Regions from separate parts of the Mus musculus genome. Here region 2 is linked to region 1. The links are chromatin contacts, called in public promoter capture Hi-C maps. All regions are on one chromosome and are shown on one strand. Each heading gives the region's core, a stretch centred on a gene start, on an enhancer-like site or on the middle of the called end of the contact. The rest is flanking DNA. Distances are from core to core; before and after follow the strand shown.

Region 1 (6,356 bases), core at 1,976-4,475:
CTCTGACCCACTCTTCGGGGGGTGGCAAAGGGGCAGTCCTACCTGGGATCCCTGGGTTACTTTGCTAAAGCCACCGGGGTTATGGGAGAGAGGGATGAGGGAAGAGGTTCCCAACACTGATGAGAGTGAGCACTTGACTGGAGCAGAGACTCTCTATGGTTTTAGAGCTTTATTATAGAAAGGCAGGGAGAGGAAAGAGGAGAGGAGAGGAGAGCAGAGCAGAGGAGAGGAGAGGAGAGGAGAGGAGAGGAGAGGAGAGGAGAGGAGAGGAGAGGAGAGAGAGGAAAGGCTAGAGAGAAAGAGAGAGTAAGAGGGAGAGAGGAGAGGAGAGGAGAAAGGAGAGGAGAAGACAAAGAGAAAGGAGAGAAGACAGAGAGGAGAGAGGGGGTGAGAGTAAGGGGTAAGAGGTAAGAGAGTAAAAAGTAAGAGAGAGACAAGTAAGAGAGTGAGGTGGGGCTGAACAGCCCTTTTTAAAAGCATGTTGTCTTATCTTATTGTTGCTAGGTAACTGGGGAGGAGTTTAGCCTGAAGGTCAGAAGCTTGGGCCATTGCCTACGTGACTTCTATCCATGCTCTCTTGTGGGGCTTGTTGGGGGTGGTAACTTAGGCAGGAGCCACAGTTCCAGGAGACATTAGAGAATTCCTTCCATCCCATGTAGATGAATTATCACCACAGGGTCCTGGGGTTCAGCATCTCAGTTAGACTGGAGACTAGCCTGTCTGTGCACAGCCCAATTCCTCACAGTAGGTATCAGGGTTGATCTGAATCATAATGCCTACCTCGTCCCATCCCAGATACAGAGACTTTCTTTAGCCAGGTTCCACCTTGTAAAGCTTTAAAACTGGCTCTCTAGAACAGTTCTATCACCTGGGGACTATGACTATTTGCTAGGATCATCAACAAAGCATTCCTTCTTGCTAGCATCCCTTGACCAGAGCTGAGAAAACCAAGAGCCCATACTTCTAGAGGGTTGAGCAACTTGGCCACAAGGCTGTCTCTGCTGGGTATGAGAGCATGTCTGAATTGCTCCCCCCTGAGCAATTCATTGGCTGTTGTAAGAAGCCACCTTTGGATTGCTTGTTAACAATAAATCCCATACTTTGTACTTCTGTTCAACCTTATGGAGATAGAATATCTTCAGTTTTATCCCTCTCTTGTAGCAGTTTCAATATCTAGCACTTTCCAGCTCTTCTGTAGACAGACTAGACTATCTAATCACAATGCTCTCTTCTTTCAGCTACACAGGCCATGCTGCTCAAATTCACAGCTTACCAGGAGGAGTGTCTTTCCCCTTGTGCTAAGTAGAGGAGGCTCTGAAGGAAAGAAGAGCATTTGACACAGGTGACCACATTTTCCTTTCTTAACTAGCTTCTGGGACAACTCACTTTTCTGACTTCTAACTAGTCCCAGGTCTTTTGGGGTAAAGATTTTGAATACAAGGTTTGTTCTATAGAACTGCACTTAGAATTTGCCCTTCACTTTCTGTGTCATTATGTGCATGCTGACAGCTCTCAGGTTACCCTCATTCTGTAGTCTTCAACCTCATACAGTAACCACTTACCCTTTTACTTACAGATTCCAATGGAAGACAGAATACATGGTCCTCTTCGAGAACTTTTCTAATAGTCTCATGTCAATAATCAATAGTCTCTCCGTGCTCAAGTAAAAACAATCCCTTTTTCCACCCCCTCTCCTACCCCAGCTAACCCTCATCTGTCCCACTAGTTATTTCTTTCGGTGTTCTTCTATGCTTGAATAGACCCTGAATCTATTCACTTTCCACTGCATTTGCCTCTAGCATCCTCCAATTGTTCCATTCATCTCCTTCGATGACCTGTGGAAGAAGTAAAACATGATCAGTGTGAGGTTCATCTAAAACTCCTCAGGGAATCATAGGTAAGCAGGAGGCACTGGACTCCTGCCTTCCCTAGCCAGTTTCAGTTCATCTTAGGGGTGAAATATATAGTTGAGCCAACATATAAGGACAGGTTGGGGGATCTTGAGCCTCTGGGGGATGGTGGTTTGGGGTAAGGACTATGCTGGATGAGTGGGAGGACTTCTTCCTGAAGAATTCAGCCAATGAGACATGGGGCGGGGAGGAGAATGCAGTTGGATTCAGCCAATGAGACATGGTGGGGGGGGGAGGAGAATGCAGTTGGATTCAGCCAATGAGACATGGGGGGGGAGGAGAATGCAGTTGGATTCAGCCAATGAGACATGGGGGGGGGTGGAGAATGCAATTGGTTCAGCCAATGAGGCATCCTGGGGGCAGGGAAATGCAGTTGGGAGAATAAATAAAAAGCAGTGTTCTGCATCAAATTCCATTTTTGATTTTTTCCTGAGTTGACACCTGACTTTTCAAGCTCAGAAAATAAACTTCTTTGTGTTTGCTACTCTGGGTCTCCAGCACTCTTTCTTATTTATTTATTTATTTAAAACATTTTTTTTTGTTTTTTTGAGACAGGGTTTCTCTGTATAGCCCTGGCTGTCCTGGAACTCACTTTGTAGACCAGGCTGGCCTCGAACTCAGAAATCCACCTGCCTCTGCCTCCCAAGTGCTGGGATTAAAGGCTTGCGCCACCACTGCCCAGCAGCACTGCCCTGCAGCACTCTTATTTTTAAGAGAAGATCACTGATGTTCAATCCTGCTGACAGGCAGGATACTCCCCATCCCTCTCTGTACTCTTCTTGTTGAGTATATTGCCTATAGTGTACTGTGTTGACCATGTTTGTTTCCCTTCAAATTTAGTGAAATAAAGGCGACATCCTTCTTGTAGCCAGGTGTTATAGAAGGGTGCTTGTGCTCGCCGTAGCAGCCTCTGGAGGGATGCACACTAGTTTGGAATAAAATGATAACAGAGACTAAGCGAAGCTGGTGACTTTAAGATGCATTTCAGAGATTCAATACATAGTTAATTTTGCTTTGCATGTCCATCTACAGCAACTTGTTGAATTTACCTAAGAAGAAGAAGAAGAAGAAGAAGAAGAAGAAGAAGAAGAAGAAGAAGAAGAAGAAGAAGAAGAAGAAGAAGAAGAAGAAGAAGAAGCAAACCCCAGTCCCATGAGAGCCCCTGCTTCCTAAAATTTCCTGACACACTCTTGGACCGACTTTGCTATTTAAAAGCCTACTGAAGTTGGCTCGCTGCCAGCGTGAGTAGGTATACAGAGTTTCAGTTTTCGTTTCCCGAGCAGGATGAGGCAAACAGAGGAAAAGTTTCTCTTCATTTTCTACAGGCTTGGTCACTGAGACAGAAGCTGCCCTCCTCGGTGCCAGCCTCGGTACAGACTCTTCACACAGGTATGCACTACAGCTTTCTTTCCACTTACCTTATTTGCTTGGAAACAGGAGTATTTAAAAGATTGAAAGCAATTATTTAAATGAACATTTTTGTAAAGATTTTCTTGTTACAGGTTTGTCTCTTGTTTGTTAGTTTCCTGGGTTCTATGAGACAATTGGAGTAAATGAGAGCTTTGTGTGTGTCTTTCTAGACTTCCGTGTTTAAAGAGGACTGTGCTCTTTAAGAGGGCTTTTCCACTAGACTGAAGTATGGCCATGAGAACTCGTTTGACATGGCAGCAAGAAAAGTGCCTGCAGAATTATTTTGGAGGAAAACGTTTTTGTCTTCTTTACAAGGCGAGTGTGCAGAAGTTTTCTCATCAGAATTTGCTCTGCACATGTGAGAATCAAGGTCCTACCATGATAGTGGTTTACAGTGAAAAGTGTGTTATTGGCATGTACCTGAAAGAGGGCTTCCAGGGAAAAGATGTTTCTATCACCATTTTTGCACTCCAAGAGACTGGATTTTCACTATGTGCAAAAGGACCAGATTCACCATATTTATTGTTCCATAAAAGAAAAACTAATGATTTCTCTATACTATTAGATGAGAAAGCTGTGATTGTAAGTTCAGCAATCTGTAAAATGCTCCAACTGACTGCTCGCAATAATGTCATACCTATTCAGGAGTGTGAAGCTTTTCGATGTGAAGGTAAGTTTGCTCAGATAAACCTACTGAAGCTCTCCACTACCTGCTTGGTGACATATGACAATGTTAGATGACATATTCCTGAGGGAAGGACATGCTTAAACTCAGGCTCTCAAGTCTGGAGAGATGACCCACAGAACTGACCTGGCAGAAATTACTAAAATTCTATCATGAAATGGGACTACTTACCTATGTATAAACTCCCTAGGATGTCGTCGTTTTGGGTCATGACATGTGCAGCCTTTACTATGACCCCTCCCCCTTTGCCTGTGGTCATTAGTTGTTTTTTGTGAGTTTGACTGTGTTAGATTCCTCACACTTCTGTGATCACATAGAGTAGTTGGCTTTCCTTAGTTAGCCCAGGCAGTTATTAGTTCATTTCAGCTTAAGAGTCAACTCATCACTAATTTGTCCCTGTCTAAGGTTTTACAATTTATATTCTTGGTTTGACTAATCACTCCTGTTTTGGTTATTGTTGCTTTCAGTTTCTTTGGAGACCCAGTTCCTCTGTGTAGCTCTGGCTGCCTGAAACTTGCTCTGTAGACCAGGCTATCCTCAAATTCACAGAGATCCTCTTGCCTTTGTCTCCGAAGTACTGGCTTTAAAGCTGTGGTCCAAGACTGCCTGACTCTTTTATGTTCTTAAGAGATCCTACGGTTTTTGTTTCCATTTTCAAACATTCCTTATTTCCTACCATGATAAAGCCCCAATTATCACAAAGTTGCTGTAAGGTTTTTACACAGTTGATTTAACATAACTATAGTTTTATCTTTCCTCTCAGACACAGGTGCTATTTCAGAGAGTGCTTTTGTATAAACTCAGAAGTTTGCTTTTATTTTTGTATGTGGTATTTATTTCAAGTTTAATTATGTCTTGGTCATTGAATGAAATCTTTATAATGTATGGTTTTGGTAATTTAATGATATTTGCTTGGTTGTTCTACATGTGGCCCCATAGTGAGAATTATTTAGAGATTTGATAGCATTGCTAAACTAATAGTTTCTTGGAGTGACTAGACATTATTATTTTTTTAATCTACTTTTGACTTCTCTTTTGAGCCAGGAATGCATCAATTAAATAGAAGTTCCTATTGACAGCTGGCTTGGACAAAAATTTATGCATATTTTAAAAATTATTTTTATGCATCTCTGCATACTGCATCTTTCTGACCTAATACTACATTTGGGGGAAATATCAGTTGATGTTAGTCTTACCTTGGTTTGTGTATACTTCCATGTTCTGCCTTTCTGATTCAGAAGACACACCCAGTCCCAATCCCAATTCCTGTTAGAGTGAAGCTGAAAGACCAGGGAGCAGCTAGGAGAACTCATCTGCAGGCTCCTCCTGAACGCTGCTGTCTCCAAGTGAGACAACGTGGATGAGGCCCATTTGTGAATGATTACTAATAGCTCTGTCCCTAGTGAGTTTGCTCACATTCATTTGACCTGCCAATTTAAGAATTTATAATCTATATTATCTGTTATTTTCTTTAGAGTTGTTGGATGAAAGAAAGACAAGAGGCATTGCTGTGTAAGTCAATGTTTTTTTTAAATTATTATTAATTATTCACTTGACATCCCTTCTCCTCTGAGAGGGTGGAGGCCCCTCTTGGTATCCCTCCACCCTAGCACATCAAGTCTTTGTAAAGCTAGGAGCATCCTCTCCCACTTAGGCCAGACTGGCAGCCCAGCTAGAAGAAAGTGTTCTATAGATAAGCAATAGCCTTAGGTATAGCCCCTTCTCCAGTTGCTTGGTACCCACATGATAACAGAGTTGCACATCTGCTACGTATAAGTGGGGAGGCCTGGGTCCAGCCCATGCATGCTTCCTGGTTGGTGGTTCAGTCTCTGAGAACCTAAAAGGTCCAGATTTGTTGACTCTGTTGTCTTCCTGTGGAGTTCCCATCCTCTCTGGAGTCCTCAATTCTTGCCCCAACTCTTCCATAAGAGTCCATAAGCTCCATCCACTATTTGGCTGTGGGGACTCTAAGTCTGCTTCAGTTAGCTGCTGGATTAAGTCTCTCAGAGGACAACCATAACAAGCATAACAGAGTATCATTAATGGTGTCAGGGACTGGTGCTTGCCCATTGGATGGGTCTCTGGTTGGGCCAATTATTGCTTGGTCATTCCCTCAGTCTCTGCTCCACCCCCCGTTCCTGCATTTCTAATAGATAGGATAAATTTTGGGTTGAAGGTTTTGTGGGTGGGTTGGTGCCCCTTTCAGTTTTTAACATTTTATTGCTCTATTACCTTTTATTATGACAATGTATGTCACCAAACTTTTTGGCACAAATTATTACAATTAATATATATGAATATCAATGAATAGCCAAAACCCATGTCAATAATTGCTAAACATATTGATCCTG
Region 2 (6,356 bases), core at 2,564-5,063, 420 kb before region 1:
AAGACACTAAAAGACAGAAAGACCTCCCTAGCTCATGGGTTGACAGCACTAATTTTTTTTGTAATTAATCATTTTATTTGTTTACATTTCAAATGATATCCCCCTTCCCCCTTCCCAGTTACCCTTCCACCTACCCCCCCATCCGATCTGCCTCAATGCAATCCTCACTAAAATATCAGTAAAATTCTTTATAGTATTAAAAGGAATCCTATAATTTGTATAGAAACAGAAAAGACCCAGAGTGCCCAAAGCAATCCTTAGAAGCAAGAGCAATGTTGGGGTTAACACAATATATGATCTCAAATTATGCTACAGAGCCATAGTGACCAAAACAGCATGGGACAGGCACAAAACCAGTATCTAGACTAATGGAACAGAACAGTGTGCTGGAAACAAACCCACAGAGCTGTAGCTCCCCATTCCAAAATGTGTGTGTGTGTGTGTGTGTGTGTGTGTGTGTGTACTCATTTTGTGTATGCTGGCAGTCACTGTACCAACTGAGCCTCATGCCCAGCCCTCCCAATGCCAACACCTTTCTCTGCTTCTTTATTGCACATAACTCAAAATCCTATTTTGCTGGGTGTGGTAACAAAGTCTGCAATTCTAACACTGCAGAGGCTGAGGTAAGCTAGAGGCACAAAGGGGATGAAACACCCACATTTTTCACCTTAAAGGTTTTCTAAGGTTTGCACCCCGTGTTCTCAGATTCCTGGGATGCACCTGCCACAGCCCTGGGATGACTTATCTTGCCTTTACTTAGCCAGACTTCCAGGACAACACTGCACGCTTTAAACAATTCAGCGAGCAGTTCTCTAGCTTCCACAGGAAAGGACTGCGCTACTTATTTATACTTTTCTTCCTCTGTTACTTATTTTTTTGAGACATTGTTTCTCTCAGCTGGTTTAGCCTCAAGCTTGAGCTGCCTCAGTCTGCTAGGTGCTAGGCTTAGGTGGTGACTGCCCGGCTTTGCTCTTTTCTCCTTAGGCCAAGACCAGGTAATACTATTTGATGCTATATATGTCAGAGTCACAAAAGATTCAGTCATTCACATGAATAAGAATGTTCAGTATGGGCTGCAGAGATAGATGGCTCAGTGGTTAAGAGTACTGGCTACTCTTCCAGAGGTCCCAAGTTCAATTCCCAGCTCGCACATGGTGTCTCATGACTGTCTATGAAAGGATTGTCTGGCTTAACTCTTATACTTAAAATAAATAAATAAATAAATAAATAAATAAATAAATAAACTTTAAAAAGAAGAATGTTCAATATGTTCACAATACTTGTGTGTATGTGTGTGTGTCTGTGCATGAGTGAGGTCAGGTGTCTTCCTCAATTGCTTTCCATGTTATTTCTTTTTTGTATCAGGGTCTCTCACTGCACCAGAAGCTTACCGACTTGTCTCAGCTGGCCGACAACAAACCTAAGCATCCTCTACTCTGCTTCCCTTGGGCCTCTCTGCCCCTGCTTTTACATGGCCGCTGGGACTCGGATGTGGGTCCTCGTGCGTACACAGCAAGCACTCTACCAACATCTAGCTCTTCAGTGCCCACGCTACTTTCCAGAGTGACAGAAACATACAACAACAAAAAATTCAAATTATCCTATGGAAATCACAGACTCTTCTCTCCTCACCCCATCCCTCAGAACATCTGGTCACCTTACCCGGAGAAGCACGGACTTCTCAGGACTGGCCGTACAGGAGAGGTGAAGGGAGATGAACAAACTTGCTTTAAAGACTCAAGGATGTCTTGACTTGAACCACAGTCATGTTGTCTATTTGCCCTAGTTGAGACCAGAGAGAGAAAGCATCTACTAGGAAGAATGAGGTCAGCGTGGACTCTGAGAGCATCCGTATACCATTTCCTTCCTATGGGATTGAACGCCGATCACGTAGTTTGGCTAACAATATCTGTGGAATGGAGGATTAGTGCAGTCACTTGGAGGAGCACACAGGGATGGGGGAGGAGGGCTGAGCAAGTCTAGGGAGCACCTGAAAAGTGGCGGCTCAATGGCAGTGAAGGTAGGATGGTGTCAAGAGTTAAGAGAGAATGAAAAAACCAGCCCAGACCACTTAAAGCTCCAGGCAGATAAATTGAAGGAGTTAATTACATTAGGAGATTGACGAATGGCTGACTGTACACAGTGTGTGTCCCTTCACGTGTAAGCTAACAGCAAATGCTTCTTTGTAGAAAACGAAGCAGCCTGAGGAAACAGCGAGGATGAGGGACTTGGGAATAAAGTTGCGGTGCCCATCAGTGGCCCCAGGGGCTGAGGAAGAAATCAATGGGTAACTTAAAGCAGACAGCCTTGGGCTAGGGAGATGGCTCCATGGGTAAAGACTGCTTGCTCAAGCGTAAGGCCTGAACTAGGATTTCCCGGACCCTTATAAAGCCTGTTACAGTAGCACAGAGGTCTGCAATCACAGCGCGCCCAGCACGGGAAGGGAGGTGAGAACGGAGAAATCCCAGAAACGCTTGGGCCAAATGCCCTGGCAAGCACAGCAGCACTCGAGAGTGTGTGCACGAACCCGCGCGCGCGCGCGCGCGCGCGCACACACACACACACACACACACACACACACACGTGCGTGCGTTTGCATATGTCCCCCCCCCCTTTTTTTTTCTTAAAGAGAGCCCCTTGAGTGGAGAAATCAGATGGGGTCAGATGAAGGATTGCTTCAGCGCTTAGAGAAGTGAGGTGGATAGAATTACTGATGAGGCATGGGGAGTTGAGGGCAGGCACAACTCAGTGAATGGCTTCAGCTCTCTGAAGAATAGGAGAGAGCTTCTCTTAGGATGTGGAACAATGGACTTGGGAGTGTTGAAAACCTAGGGGAGAAAGCAGGCCTTCCGAGAGGAACAGGCTAGAGAGAGGGGCTGCGGGAATGGCTGGAGTATTTGACTTGACTCGTGTGACCTCCTTTGCTTAGATGGCGAGGAAGGCTGGCTGCTACACAAGTCTGGCTGGGGTTGCCCAAATGTGGCCGAATGCTCTGTCTACTACATTTTTTTTTTTTTTAAGATTAGCACACAAAGTTATGAGTTTGCTTATGGCGTTTTCATGCGCACAGGTCGTTATTGTCTGTTTCGATGTCTCCCCCCCCCCCCCGCTCTCTCTGGAACCCCTCCCCCTCCCTACTTTCCTGTCAGATGCATTCCACAACCCCAAGCCTCTCTCATGTTCCTTTTCTGTTTGCATGTTCCCCGACACATGTAGATTCTACACAGGAGAAGAAAAACAGGCAACATTTTTCTCTTTGAATCTGGCCTACTCTATTTAACATAATAATGTCCTCTCTCCATCCTTTCGTTTTCCTGTAAATATTATAATTTGAGGGGCTTTGGTCGTGGGTGTGTGTTTGAGACGGACTCACTCTGTAGGCCAGGCTAGCCTCCAACCATTGCAATTATCCTGTCCCAGCCTTAACAGTGCTGAAATCATTGAACCACCACGCCCAGTTGAGCGCCCAGATTCTGAAAGGCAAGGCAAGGTAAGGCCGGTCCGCGAGCAAAGGCCCTTTGTTATAGCATCCCCGGCCCTTCATACAAACCAATTCCTTTTCACTGAGAGGAGGTCTGAGTCTAGAAGGGGGTTGACTCGTGCACAGCTTTCCTTCTGCCTGAGTAGGTAGCTGCCCGGCTCAGGTGCCCTGTCCTTCACAGGGAGGGGACCTGAAGCCCGCGCCGCTAGGCGGAAGCGCTGCTACCATTGGCCCAGCAGCCGCTGTCACCTGCGCGGAGCCGGGCCCCCAAGCGCAAAGTCCGCTGTCCGAGGCCAGGGAGCTTGCGCCGCAGCGCAGGTGGTCCACGCCCTGGGACCTGCAAGATGCCGCTTGGACTGCGCGGGAAGAAGAAGGCGGCCAAGTCCAAGGAGGCCGCGAGGCTGGTGGAGGGCGAGAGATCCAGTGGCAGCCAGGGTGTCCCCGGACCCCCAGCTCCGGCACGCAAGCTGGTGTTCCACGCACAGCTGGCGCACGGCAGCGCCACGGGCCGAGTGGAGGACTTCTCCAGCATCAGCGAGCTCTACGCCAAGATTGCCGGCGTGTTCGAGATCGCGCCATCCGAGGTAAGCACAGGGGCACAGCCTGTCCTCCAACCAAGCTGGCTGCGCAGCAGTTCCCGAGCTTCAGGTAGCCAGCAGGGTGGGGTCGGTCCCCAGCGCCTCAGGGGAAGAGAGCTTGGTGGTGGAAAGCCCAGTCCTGGGACCGGATGAAACTATCCGCTCAGATCCGGCTTGTGGGTCACTGGGGTCAAGGCGACTGAGTTTTCTTTTGTTAAGGAGTCTGCTGTAGACTTGCTCAGGTCTAGTCTCGCAGGATAGGATGTGCGCCAGCACCTTCCCGGACGCAGATCTGCTGGAACAAATTAATGCCTTCCACAGGACTTGGACTTTACTCTTAGGCTTTCTGTCAGAGAGCTGCACTGGGAGTCTAACCGGTGTTAAATAGGAGGGGGAAAGTGCCTCCCTGGACACACCACAGGGAGGAGGAAAGACCTCTCGGTGGGTACAACGTGAAGCTTCGTTTGCTCTCCACTGGACGCCTCCAGAACGAACCGTTTCGGTGTTAATATGTAAGAAATGTAAAACATGGGCTGTTATTCCAAAGGAAGTAACTCAGAAAATCATAGCAAACTCTCCAACTAGCAAACACAGTTTTCACGGAAGAGCTCAGCTTCATTTTTTCCAAGGTATCTTTGAAAAGAGACCAAGAAACATAAGTAGGTTGATTATTTGATGCCTGAAGCCGGAGTTGCCATAGGTCCTATTTTGGATGCGTTAGTCTATGGGGGTTTTTGTGGGCCCTTTTGTGCTTACTCAAGAGAGCTACCTGCAAATGCAGGTGTGAAATATTTCGGAGCTGCAGCAAAAGACTCGAGCTCAAATTCCTGAACTCATCAGAAAAAACAAAAACAAAAACAAAACAAAACAAAACAAAACAAAACAAAAACGCACAGTGGTAACCCCAGTGCCTAGGGGATGGGCTTGAACCAGCCTAGTCTACTTGGTATGTTTCAGGATTGTGAGAGAACTTGTTTTTAAGAAAAAAAAAAAAAAAAAGCGAACAGAGTCTAAGAAGCAATGCTCAGGACTGTCCGCTGGCTTCTACTAGCAGCTACACACATGGAAATATTTTGTTCATTTTTGTGTGAGTGTAGGTGCTCTTGCCGGGGAACTCGAAATATGGGTGTGCGCATGCGCACACCCTGTCTCTTTAGGCTCTCAGGCTTTTGCTGTGGGCTTTCAGAAGTTGTAGAGAGCAACTTCTTTTGTTTGTTTTTCGAGACAGGGTTTCTCTGTGTAGCCCTGGCTGTCCTGGAACTCACTTTGTAGACCAGGCTGGCCTCGAACTCAGAAATCCGCCTGCCTCTGCCTCCCAAGTGCTGGGATTAAAGGCGTGCGCCACCACTCCCGGCTGAGAGCAACTTCTTGTCAGAGCGTGGCCTACATACATCTGTTCTGCTGTTACATGTCCGGTGTTTTCTTATTTTTTTATTTTTAAATTAGTTGTTTATTAGGTCTGTTTAAATGAAATTGAGGTCAAGGCGAGGTTTCAATAAGAAAAGAGGGTTTTTTTTTTAATTTTTTTTTTTTGAGATTTAAGAAAATTGCTTTATGTGTGGGGGTGTTTTGTTTGCATGTGTCTGTCCAGTCTGATTCTCTAGAACTGGAGTTAGAGGGCTGTCAGCAGCCCTGGGTGCTGGGAATCAAATCAGAGCTGTCTGAAAGACCATTCAGTGCTCCTAACCCTTGATCCATCTCTCCAGCCCCAAGAAAGGAGTTTTTAAAATGCTAGTCTTTGTTCTTTCAGGGTTCCCAGGCTCTAAGGGCAAATCACAAAGTCTTTTTGTTGTGAATTATTTATTTTAGCGTAGGATTGCCATAACACAGTGCTTGTATAGGGATGTTCAACTGAAAAAGTGCTTTCAAATAACACTTGCCTCTCACCTCCCCCGGGTGAGGTAGACGGCAGCTTAACCAGGTGTGATCGACTGTGAATCCAGGCTCCACTGACTCTCAGTAGCTGGGTAGCCTTGGCCGAGGTTGACTTCTTTTTAGCATCAACTACCTACCCGGGTGGAGATAAGGATATCTATCAGCTAGGCGGTCCTTCAGATGGGAGGGGTCTGCATGTAAACCTAACAGGTTACACTGGTGCTCTAAAAACTGTAATTAATACCGTTGATACAGGCCAGTTAAACAAATGGCTGACGTACAAGAGGTTGGGCGTTGACCAAGGTCAGCTTGGGAGGAAAGAAGCGAGGCTGCTATTTGTGCTTGAGTCCTCTGGTTTCCAAGCTAGTGAGAGTGTTAGTGTAACACCGGTGAGCTTTAAACTCTCTCCTGTAACCAGGGAC

What was found. Promoter capture Hi-C pulls out the DNA fragments that hold promoters and counts their contacts.
Region 2: a contact with region 1 is called in a promoter capture Hi-C map of liver. The contact joins the promoter of Gipc2 here to the promoter of Ifi44 in region 1. A contact is called at or near these places in 2 of 39 promoter capture datasets (liver and neural stem cells).

What each region holds. Positions count from the first base shown.
Region 1 is chr3:151,746,779-151,753,134 of GRCm38.p6, reverse strand. Ifi44 (interferon-induced protein 44) reads left to right here and starts at 3,225. Exons shown (of 8, transcript NM_133871.3): 1 at 3,225-3,299; 2 at 3,491-3,990; 3 at 5,481-5,517. The coding sequence starts at 3,549.
Region 2 is chr3:152,163,357-152,169,712 of GRCm38.p6, reverse strand. Gipc2 (GIPC PDZ domain containing family, member 2) reads left to right here and starts at 3,813. Exons shown (of 6, transcript NM_016867.1): 1 at 3,813-4,065. The coding sequence starts at 3,826.